3 separate regions of the Anas platyrhynchos genome follow, and regions 1 and 2 are each linked to region 3. The links are chromatin contacts, called in public Hi-C maps. All regions are on one chromosome and are shown on one strand. The core of a region is the stretch at or near the end of the contact, and the rest is flanking DNA. Distances in the headings are between cores, read along the strand shown. Region 1 overlaps LOC106017510 (a long non-coding RNA gene). Region 2 holds the start of USP24 (ubiquitin specific peptidase 24). Region 3 holds the start of PLPP3 (phospholipid phosphatase 3).

Evidence for each region. Hi-C and Micro-C count contacts between places; a contact is called where the count stands out from the background.
Region 1: a Hi-C map of subcutaneous adipose tissue shows a contact between it and region 3, with 2.7 times the contacts expected there. The contact joins the enhancer-like site here to the promoter of PLPP3 in region 3. A contact is called at or near these places in 3 of 8 Hi-C or Micro-C datasets (F5 follicle, skeletal muscle and subcutaneous adipose tissue).
Region 2: a Hi-C map of skeletal muscle shows a contact between it and region 3, with 3 times the contacts expected there. The contact joins the promoter of USP24 here to the promoter of PLPP3 in region 3. A contact is called at or near these places in 7 of 8 Hi-C or Micro-C datasets (F1 follicle, F5 follicle, liver and 3 more).

Annotation. Positions count from the first base shown.
Region 1 is chr8:34,663,155-34,667,286 of IASCAAS_PekinDuck_T2T, reverse strand. All of the region lies in intron 3 of LOC106017510 (a long non-coding RNA gene), which reads right to left. Among named protein-coding and RNA genes, the nearest start is that of USP24, 100 kb to the right of the region's middle. Within about 2 kb of position 2,621, at least 4 of the 8 cell types and tissues checked have an H3K27ac peak or open chromatin away from gene starts, as enhancers often do. A contact at or near this core is called in F5 follicle and subcutaneous adipose tissue, where this site is marked.
Region 2 is chr8:34,560,466-34,564,019 of IASCAAS_PekinDuck_T2T, reverse strand. USP24 (ubiquitin specific peptidase 24) reads left to right here and starts at 2,202. Exons shown (of 67, transcript XM_038182855.2): 1 at 2,202-2,677. The coding sequence starts at 2,342.
Region 3 is chr8:34,979,096-34,983,035 of IASCAAS_PekinDuck_T2T, reverse strand. PLPP3 (phospholipid phosphatase 3) reads left to right here and starts at 2,109. Exons shown (of 6, transcript XM_021273272.4): 1 at 2,109-2,823. The coding sequence starts at 2,685.

The DNA of each region.
Region 1 (4,132 bases), core at 1,372-3,871, 320 kb after region 3:
TGGTGGGCTAAGGGCAATAATTGCAAAGATAATTAAAATCTGCCCAGTGCTTTGAAATATTAAGCTCATCTCTAAGGCCCATTATCCTGCTCAGTGTCAGAGGTACCACTGACAAGTACTTCACTTCAGCCTTTCAGGCAGCACGCAGCTGCCAGAGAAAACCAAGAGTGGAAAAGTACTATCTCTTCAGAAAAACAGATGTTGCAGCTCCAATTTGTCTTCTGCCAAGACAAAGGAGATGCACTAAATTGATCTTTTGTAAAGGATTTTGTTTTGCTTCCAAGATTAATATCACAACAAACTGGGAGGCACCGTACCTCAGGGTGCAATGCTACATTGCAGAACTGAGCCTAAATACCCATGCTGAGCATAATTTAGTTAGTCTGAAACTATGTCTGTGGAGGGGGAGATAAACTTTTTCCTTCCAGTAGCACATTATCTAAATAATCTCTCTATCTCAGTACACAAAGGCTGGCGATTCAGCTTCAAAGACAGGCAATAGCTTCTAGGCTTGAAACTGCTCACCATGGAGTGTTGGCGGTAGGCCTCAGAGCCCTCGCTGGTGGCCTTCGTGGGGTGCTTGGTCACACAAAAGGAAAGGAGCACTGAAGGGATGGGAATTCAGATCTGGGCCATCCTGTAAGTTGGCTGGAGGGCTCTAATTTGAACCAACTGTTGTGACCGGACAGAAAACTTGAAATCACGCAGCTGGTAAGGGACATCCAGCCAGGGCTCTGGTTCTTGCGCACAAAGTGACTGCTTGATACTTTTCCCAGAAAGGACACTATCTTTATCCACAGACCACAAACACTGCAGCTTATATGCAGGCTTTTCACCCTGGGATCAGGTCTGTTTGCTTCCATTAATGGCATCCTCCAGCAGTACTTTTTGCCTCAGGCACCAAGTGACAGCCCCCTTCCCGAACCCACCCGTCCCAACCTGGCCGTTCTTCCCTCACTGACATGAAGCACTCCACGTCTTCCCAGCAACTTCTGCCTCTCTCCTCAGCTGTATTTGCACTTCAGCAGAAGGACAAAAAGTCCCCACTTGTACAACCTGTTCAGGATGAACGGCAGCAGCGTGTAATTTAAGCACATTGATTCAGCGTTCCGTACAACAGCTAATGGGTCCTGATTTGTACATAAGGTACACAGTCAGTGGATTGAAACAAGCACAATTATTGGGTCATGGTGTTCTCTTTCCATGCTTCTTCATCTGCCTGAATAACCGCAAACAAATTCCACGTGCTTGTTTCGCCAGCACCCTGTAGCTCTACCCTGTGGCAATTTGTGAGCAAGGTCTGCACAGGAGCAGGTATAATGGATCAACAAAAATCACTGGACAAAACAAAGCTTTTAAGATTCCTTTTTTTTCTCTGTGCCGTGGGAGATCTTTTACACTGATGGAAAATAGATGTAATGGACTACCTCAGGACAACAGCATTTCTCACTGGTGTGTGGAAGTGCTCCTGAAGCAAGCTGACCCCTTTTCTGCCAGGGCTGGAAGTTTTGCAAGCCTAATTATGTCAGCTAGGAGTGTGAACAAACAAAGACATCATCCCTGCGAGAGAGAGAGCTATGCCAACAAAAAGCCCTGGTGTGGATGCAGTGCTACAAAAGGAGGGATATTTTTTCTTTCCAGGATAGCTGACTTTGTTTGGGTAGCTCTGATAAACTACACCAGCAAAAGAAACCTCTTGGCTCGAATAACCGTGTTTCCAGCGTAGGTTGCCAGTCCAGTGATATCTGTGTGTCAGCACATTCCTCCTGCTGCAGAGGAGAGTGCCAGCGCTGGATTCTGTGAAGACTTCACCTGGGACAGAGGAAGGCTAAAAGAAGGATCAGACTCCTTGATATCTAGAAGGACACTGAGACGGTACACTGAGGGGGGAAAGCTCTGGCTGTGCTGACCGGAGGCCAGGACGTCAGACAGCACATTCCTGCCTGACACGCGCCCTCTCGGCTGCAAAGCGAGATACTTGTCAGAGACAATCCCCAGCCAGAGGTTGCTCTGCGATAACACACAGCCACTTCTGGGCTCCTGGTGTGACCCACTGCCTTCATCCGTGGCAAGCTTCTGCTTCGTGTGGGGTTTATGGTCAGACCCTGTGGGTTTTGGTGCTGCCTGTTGTGGCCACAGTGAGATGGCTGCCTGAGGGTGTAGCTACTCCACACTTGGGGCTGTGAACGCAGAAATTGTTTCTTTTCACCTAGCAGCAAAACAGGGCCTCTCTGTTTTTTTATGTAGGCCGTAGATGCCCAAGGACATACTCAGCCATACTCTGCAGCCTTGGGTAAGGAACCTGTAAGTATCCTTGGGCAGGACTGTCTGAGACCCTCCCCATCCTTCCTCCTCTGCCACCACTCTCCTCCGCAGCACAGCAGGCAATTTCAGTGCTCCGTTTACCAGGGCTTCAAGGCTGTGGCCAGGGCCCCTTCCTTTGCATCCTCTGGAGCAGCAAGTCCCACCTTTTCCTTCTTGCAGAGCTGCACTGGCTCTTTGCCCTCACTAATCCAGGGGGGGTAGTTTGTTGGGCTTTTCTTCCTTAATCAGTTCACAGAAATGAGCTGGCACGACGCTTTGTGTTTCTGCAGAGCACATTCCACAAGCAAGGTGTAAAAGTAATTAAGGCGCCGGGCTTCGGCTTTCTGACACCGCAATCAGCGGGGCGTCCCCAGGCAGCCACCCTCACAATGAAGGCCCAGCGAGCGCAGGGAGGCGAGGGGGGAGCCAAAAATCATCAGCTTTCAGAAAGTCACATCATTTCTCAGTCCGGCTCTCTGGGGGCCAAGAGATAAACAGCTTTGCCCCAAGGAATTTCCTTCCTCCGAAGGTGGGAACTGGCCAGAGCGGCCACGGCCTCCCATCCTCCGATGACATCAGCTTCCTCGGGTGTGGGGCGAGGGGACTTCAAAGGAGGAGTTAGGGGAAAAAAAGGCCTTGTGAGAGCCGGGCAGGCCTGCGTGCTGGCCCCGAGGCCCCGCGGTGGAGTCCCGTCACAGCGGTTCACCCCAGCACACCCCGAAGAGACAATAAAAGAGGACAGGAAAGCACAGCAGAGGCAGACACGCCAACGCGTCTGCAGGGCTGTGACCTGCGTGGTGCTTCCAGCACTGCTCCTCCTGCCCAGACAAATGGTCCTGGCACAGCCCCGTCCCCGTCACTGTCTGAGCAAACCCATGGGCTGACCTTGGCCAGAAGGGCACCCATTTCCTTGGGTCCTACCCCCAGGCTGAGCTCACCACAGACTTTCAGATGCCAAATACAAGCAAAGCTTCAACACAGTCTGTCTAATGCTGCTACACGCACCCCATAGCCACTCCTACTTGTAAACCTTGAAGAACTGAAATATCTCTTCAGACCCCAGCCCTCTCTTAAATTCGGTTGAGATTTGGCCAAGAAGTTCCTGGGGGAAGAGGAAAGAAAAGGGCCTGGCAGGCGGACACAGGGACACCGTGTTCACATGAGATTCATTTCCTTAGGAAACCAGGCTAAAAATAATAGTCAGAAATGTTGGGTAATTGCCTTCAACTCAACATCTCTCTCTAGACAGGAAGAAAGGAAGGAATTAGCACACTGTATGTTATATTTCAAGATTTGTCTACATTATTTCAAGCATAGGAATTAGAAATGAAATTAAGAAGATATATTAGATCGCCTTGCCCCTCCCTAGAGAAACAAACCTACAGCTGTTTCCCTTAGCATATTTTTTAGTGATGTGTGCAGTCCAGTTTCAAATGAACCAAATGATGGAGCTTCCATCAGTTTTCAGCAGGAACCATTCCCTTGCTTACATATCTTTCCTGTACTTTCTTTTTTTTAAAATAAAAAAATAAATAAATCTATTTCAACGTTTTTTATCCATTGGCCATGTTTCATCTCAGTATTTCTAGCACACCTCTTAATTATTTTATGAACTCACTAGAGTAGAAAGGTAAATACAAGTGTCTATGCACACCACCTGCATACTTCAAATAGTATCGCAGGGTTCATTTCACTCTTTTGGCTGACTGAGAGGCTTTTTTATTCAAGATGGTTTAATATTTTTAACTGTGTTTTTCCTGAAAAAAAAAAAAAAAAAGACTTTGATTAATAAATTCCAGGACTTTTTTTTTTTTTCAGTCTGAGTTTT
Region 2 (3,554 bases), core at 953-3,452, 420 kb after region 3:
TGGCTGCACATGTATGTTCCACCAGAACAATACAGATGTTTCTCTTTGAGTGAAAACACTGCATTCACTATTTAAATAGTGAGCTGTAAAACATAGGACTGGCTTTAAAACAGTTTTATGAAGAAAATCATAAAGTATATTCAGTTAAACACAAATTAACCAAGTCTTGCTACTGTAACATCTCCACAGAAATCATTGCAATGTTCCATCAATCCCTAGTTTCAGGCTGCCTGGAAACCCCAGAGTCAACCCAAAAATTGTGTCTGATGTCACAGCATTGAATTTACTGAAAGTCACTTACCAAAGAAGTAGTTTCTGTTCCAGAATGTCTCTGTTGTAAAACAGGGGTTATTCATGTCCAGAGGCACTTCAGGATACATGAATGATGAATTTTGTAGAAAGTCACTACCTTCTGTAAAGTAACAGTCACAGTAAACATGTCTTAAGAAACTGGCAACTAACAGCTGTAAACTCCAAGTTATCCAAAAGCAGATCTTGAGGGTTTTGCTCCCTCCTTCAACTTCTTTTCTTCCCTTGTCTCCTTGCACCTTGTGATGTCCCATAGGAAAGACTCACTCTACATTTCTCGTTCTCAGTTAGAAAAGTTTGCTGTGCTTCTCCCTGAAACTTTTCTTCAAATAACAATGCTTGAACAACATTTTCAGCTGGGATTTTCAGGCTGAATAACTTTTAGAAAAAGATGCACCCATTCTTTCAATAAGCTGGAATATACAGTCTTGTCCTTTACACAGTTTCAAGAGAAATGCTGTCAGAGAACTCTGTGAAAAGCTTAGGATCAGTATACCTCACTGCCAACGTTACATTCAGCTGCTGTGTCCAAGTGCTACCATCACGTATTGGTAAATTCAAATTCCCTTCAAACTTCTCTCAGGACAGTGGTGCATCGGTAACTTAACTGTAAAGCAGTCTCTTCTGTGCTCAGTCATCTGGGATTACAGTCAGTTCCTCCATTACTTTTGGTATGTTTTCATTAATTAGCTCAGGGCAAATTTACAGGACTCCTTCCTTGAAATAAATCTGAAATCAATAATGACATCTAATATAAGATACCACTTTTTCCTACAGACTTGTCTTCCACTAGTAAAGGAAAATGATGCCAACTGACTTCATCAGCCTGTGAGGATTAAATCATTACTTATGTTTCAAAAATGAGAAAGTGTAATTTAAACGTTGAGTACATGAGTAAGCAGTGAGTCAATATTCAGCATATTAACTGATTGCACTCGAAATGATAGATTTTTTTTCTTGATCCTGGCAAAACTGAGCCATACGAGTTCCTTTTATAGCTGGAGATCTGCGTGACTGAAGAACCCTCCTTCGATCCAGACGCTGAGGTTGAGTCGGGCACGATACCTACGTTCCACTGAATGTCACCTACAGAAAACAAATAAATACATGAAACTCAGGATATGAAAGAGTTGTGATTACCTTTTGGGTCAGCACACAAAGATAATGGGAGCACTGGTGGCACACTGCTATCTAAAAATTATTCAAAAACCTTACCAGTCAAACAGGCAGATCTGTCAGTCAGTTTCTTTCCACAGACACCATCAGGAGCAGGGATGGACACAGAGCTCTGAAAGTTCAGGGATTGTTGGTGTTCCCTAGAAAGATTCCCTTATGCTGGATTTAATCCGTGCCTCAGATTTCAGGCAACTATTTGTAGTTTCCTCACCCCGGTGCTCTTAGTGATGCCAGCCACTGCTAACACACGATCCCAGCACCAATCTTCACAAATCTTTTATCAGCTGCCTCCTTTCCTGCGGCAGTTAAAGTGTTTGATAAAACGGAGGGGCAGATACTGAGTGGATAGCTTAAGGGGTGCAGATCTCACTTCCATACGGCGCCAGAGTTTGGACAAGTACTTTTTAAGAACCACACACAAATGCAATTCATTGGGCTGGAGCACTTTTATTATTATCTTTGCACTTCTTTACGGGGTTTACTCCCCACCGGACCCATCACACACCATGAGAGCCGCGAGCAGGCCCCGACCCCCCCCCTTCCCGCCGCTGCCGTCTCCATGGCAACACCGCCCCCGTCACGTGCCCAGTCTCCGTGACAACGCCCCGCACGCTCCATTCATCCCCGCCGGCCTCGCTTCCCCCGTCACGTGATACGTCCCCCCCTCTCCCCCCCCCCTCCCTTCCCCTCTTTCCGGGCCGCGCAGGGGCGGGGCGGGCGGGGCGGGCAGGGCGGGGGGAGAGGCGCTGCCGGCAAGATGGCGGCGCGCGCGGCGGGCAGCGCCTGAGGCCGGAGCCCGGAGCCCGGCGACCGCCGCCGCCGCCGGGGCTCCCCCCCCTCCACTTTACCGCGGGCCATGGAGAGCGAGGAGGAGCAGCACATGACCACGCTGCTCTGCATGGGCTTCTCGGACGCCTCCGCCATCCGCAAGGCGCTGCGCCTGGCCAAGAACGACATCAACGAGGCGGTGGCGCTGCTCACCAACGAGCGGCCCGGCCTCCACTACGGCGGCTACGAGCCCATGGACAGCGGGCACGGCCCGGCCGGCGGCCACGGCTCCCCCGCCGGGGGGCAAGGGCACCGAGACGGGGACGGGGGCGGCGGTGGAGGCGGCGGTGGTGGCGGAGGGGGCGGCGGAGGAGGAGGGGGCTTCGACCCCCCGCCCGCCTACCACGAAGTGGTGGACGCTGAGGTGAGCCCCGAGGGAGGGCGAGGGGCTGAGGGGGGCGGTGGGGGAGCCCCCCCGGAGCCCCTCGGGGTGCCCCGGCCTCTGTGTGTGTTTCCCTTACCTGCTGTTGCATTATTTTCCTTGGCATTCAAGGAATGCGTCGCTGCCCCACAACCCCCCCCCCCCCCCCAGCCCCGTGCCTTCTTGCATAACCCCATAATTGACTGCACTCCATTTATATATATATATATATTTTAAACACTATTTACTCGATGCCAAGTGCAAATCCTGGGTGTTTTGTTGTTTGGTTTTTTTTTTTGGATAGGCCACGAGTTCGCCCGTGGAAACACGGCGAGTGCAAGTGTTTTTAAAACAAAGGCTGCACCTCGTTAATTATAGCTGTGTTTTAAAAAGACGCCTGAAGCAGGAGGGCTGGCGAATGTCAGCCTCGCGCGCTCCTTCCCCTTCCTCCCTCTTCTGCTTTTTTCCCTCCTCTTCCACGCTTTTCCAGAACTCAGCTCCTCGGCCAGCAAATGCGCTGCTGGCTCTTGCTCTGCTGCCTGGAGTGCGCTTGCAGCACTCACCTGTAAAGCTTTCTCCTCCTCCAGGTCTGTTCTTCTTCCCCAAAATTGCCCAGGTGCCTATGGAAAGAGCTAAGCCTGACTCAGGAGCCCAAGGGGTGAGAGCAGAACGGAGCAGCCCCGCTGTGTGGTCCCGGTACCCAAGGGCCACCTTGCATGGTCTGTCTCAGTGGCCAACAGCAGGTGCCTAAGCACATGAATAACAACATGCTCATGCACCTCAAACAGTGTCCTGGGGATATCCTGAGCCAGAAGGGATATCTTTCTGCGTGTGTATTTACCTATTAAAACATATATGAAGAATATGTGCACATACCTAC
Region 3 (3,940 bases), core at 860-3,359:
GTGAAAATCATGGGAGATCTCCAAAAAAGTGGGGTAAAACTCACTGGTAACATAAACGCAGTTGGTTTGTTTAATCTATATCAAGAAAAAGTACAGCCCATGGCAGGAATTTAGAGTAGGACTGAGAAGAAAAGTGGAGCCCTAAAAGGGTAGCTGGTGCGTGGTGCATTCAATAATTGCATTTATGAATGAACAATTAATTATTACCAACGAATCTCTTGCATATTATTGACCAAGGCACAGAAGCTGCCTTTTGGCACCAATGGCTTGCTCAGTTCACGCTTGACAATGGGGGATTGTAGTGGCTGTTCCCTTAAGAAATTGTCCAAGATTGGGACTTATTTGTGCACCATTGCTTGCATCAATTAACAGCACAATCTTTTTGTTATGAAAATGCAAACATTAGTGGCCTGAGGGGCCTTGTAAATGCAAATATAAAACTTTAATTTCAGTATCCCTCACTTTCCCTTTAAGCAAAAAAAGGCCTTTTTTTTTTTTTTTTTACTCATTTGTTGTTACAATGACAGGTCTTTTTTATTTTATTTTGTTTTATTTTCTCACTTTAAACACAAAATTGAATTGAACCCAGGGAATTTCCATGGGGATCACTGTCAATCAGCAGGTTTGGATGCATGCTTGGGGCGGCTGGAGCCGGCTGCCGAAAGCCACAGGCTCCTTGGGGCAGGTTGGTGCCAGCCCTCGGGGAGGGAGCTGGGCTGGGCAGCAGGGCTGGCCCCGGGTGGGTGACAATTCCCATGTGAGGATTCTTTCCACTCGCTCCAGGCAGCTGGGGAGCCTAAATTTGGCACTTACGGTCAGGGGAAGGAGAGAGAGACCTTGAGACGTGTCCTGGAGTCACAAGGTGGCCCCAGCTGGATGACCGTCACCACTGGGAATGGTTTTGGGTCAAAAACTGATGGTTTTGCCCTCCTCACCACGAGATGTGAGGCAAAAGAGAGGTGTCTCCTTCAAAGCAAGGTGGGAGACAGCACCCGAGTCCATGCTGTTGAGGCGCGATGAAAGAATTGGCGAAAAACCCAAGGTCTGTTTTCCCTTTTCTTTTTACACCGCACATATACAAGTAAAATATTAAAACAGCCACTTCGCTTTCTTCCTCCCAGGCTGGCCCAAATGTGCCCAGGTATGTGTCTAAACAGATTCCTGGAAAACCTGCCCCCGCCGAGGCGCGGGCTCTTGCCTTGGCTGCAGTCTGCAGCTCCGCTGGCGGTGGTTCTCCAGCGCGGACGGGAGCCCGAGGTCAGCTACAAGGCAAAAGCAGAAAAAATAGCGGTCAGATGCTGTCCCGAGCAGCATCCTTTGGTACCCACAGGCTCTGCCCGCTCCCCCAGCCTCCCTGCTCGGAGCTGTTAAAATTGCCATCCGGGATTCCTGGCGAACGCTTCATTTGCATCCCTGGCAATTCCTAATTAGACCAAAGGGACAATTAGCCAAGGTAACAATCCCCTACCTAACTCCTAACGCTCTTGTTACCTTTATTTCACAAAGCTGGTGCTGCTGCCACAGGAGAATGAGGATGCTAGGCTTCGGTGGCCACTGGCACCCAGCCTTCCCTTGACCCATCCTACAGCCCCGCATGGGCACGGCAGGACCCGGCCCCGCATGGTGGCCCTATTGGGGTCTGTTGGGTGTTAGGGTCTGTGGGCACTGCACACACTGGAAAAGGGCCTGTCCCAGCACAGGGAGCAGAGCTTAGAGGCAGGGGGGGAAAAACAGGGGGAGAAAAAAAAAAAAAAAAGTTTTAAGCTATTTGTCACCAGTCTTCTCCCCTTCACACCACAAGCACCTTTTAAGAGTCCTCCCTTGGAAAGGCTGGTTGTTTTTCTTCCCCCCCTCCCTCCCTCCGCCGTTGCACTCCTCTGCTTTGTGAACGCTAGAGGCTCTCTGCGAAAAAACTTTAGTTCCTGACTCTTTTTCTTTTCTTTTTTTTTTTTTTCCAACTTCCCTCAGGGAAAAATGTGGAGTTAATTAGCTATGTAAAATGTCAGATGCAGGAAAGGGGCTGTGCTTACTTGGATATCCCATCCGAGGCGAAGTGACTGATATTTTTTTTTTTTTTCCCCCTTCGTTTTTTTTTTTTTTTTTTTTCTAAGGGGTGGAAAGGAGCTCGCGAAATAAAAGTGCAGCAACGAGCCGGTGGCTCCCAGAGCGGCCGGGGCGGGCGCGTCGGGAGCCCCCAAGGCAGCGCAGCGCGGAGCCCACCTGCCCCCGGGAGCTGCTCGCCCCTCGCTCCGCACCTCTCCCCCGGCACCCAGCCGCCCTGCTAGGCGCACGCCGAGGCTTTTCTCCTTCCCTTCGACTTCTCCTCCAGGACTTTTCCACCGCCGCTGGGACAGCCGCAAACTTTTTCTTTTTCATTTTTTTTTTTTTTTCTTCTTTCCCCCCCTTCCCTCCCACCTTCGCTGGTGGTTTTGTGCTTTTTTCTTTTTTTTTGCTGTTGTTGTTGTTTTGCTCTTTTTTTAATTTTTTAAACTTTGTTGTTGCTATTATTTATTTATTTCGGGGGAAGACCCGCCTGCGTTTCAACCTCCCGTGGCCCCAGCGGAGCGGCCGGGAGCGGCTCCGGCAGCACCTCCCCGGCGCACCGCGTGCGAGCCCGGCCCGGCACGGCTCGGCACGGCTCGGCTCGGCCCGGCACGGCACGGCTCGGGCTTTCGCCCCCGATAATGCAGAGCTACAAGTACGACAAGGCGATCGCGCCGGAGAGCAAGAACGGGGGCAGCCCGGCGCTGAACAACAACCCGGCCAAAGGCAGCAGCAAGAAAGCCCTGCTCATCTGCCTCGACTTCCTCTGCCTCGTCATGGGTGAGCACTGCGCCCCAGCCTTCCTCTCCCCTCTCTCCTCCTCATCCTCTCCCCGGGTCCCGCTGGGGAGGGAGGCTCGGGGCTGAGCCGAGCCGAGCCGGGCCGGGGCCGCGCCGCTTCCCGAACAAAAGCGGGGCCCTACGGAAGGGGGGGGGGGGGGTGAGAGAGAGAGAGACACAAGCTTGGGAAGTGTGCACAACCCCCCGAGCCAGCTCTTTTTGCAATTTATTTAACTTTGTTAAACCCCAAAGTTGTTTAACTCTGCGGCCCCGCGCTGCCGTGCGCTCCCCCGGCGCTGGGGGTGCCCCCGGCAGGGTCCCCGCTGCTCCCCGGGGGCTGCGGGCTCCAGGTGGAGGCAGTGCTGGGGGGGCTCCGGGGACAGGGAGCAAAGCTTTGACTCTGCTCTGTGCCGGGGGGGTGGTGGTGCTGCCTCCCTCTCTCCATCTCCCTCGGTTGTTTAAAAAGCTGCTTTGAAGCTCGCCCGGGCATCTCCCAGTGCCTGGAGGAGCCCCAGCCTCAGCCCCGCTGGGCTTTTTGGAAGTGGTGGGGCAGGCACAGAAACTGTCAGCGCTCTGCCTCCGAAAAGCCTTCGCATGCCAAAACATCAACCGGTCAATTATGGCTGCGATGCCGAATATTTAATTGACAGACGCAGGCAGGGGAAATCAACTGGCTTCCAACAAAGAGATTAATAACGCAACAGCACGTGAGTTTAATACTCCAGACACCACAGTCTTTAAAACAATTGTTTCTGCTTAGGGCCCGTTTTTTTGAGGACTGTCAGTTTGATTTAATTTTTCTGTAGTTTATTGATCATCTGGTGTATATTACGAGGCACTAATATATTAAGAAGAGAGGCATGGTTTTCTCTTTATATTCCCACAAGAATAGGGGCCAGTGCAGAAAGCTTCATCTTGTATCTGGAAAAAATAAAAATACTCAGTATCCTCTATGTGAAACTAACGTAAGCAGAAATGTAGCTTGACTTACCTCACTTACTGAAACAGGAGGTTGGATTCCTAGTAAAACAACTCCTAGGAGTCAGAACTTTTAAACTTTTATTTACTCAAGTTTTTTTGACTTTAGGCATTCCTGGCATGAGTAAGTGCTATTTGAA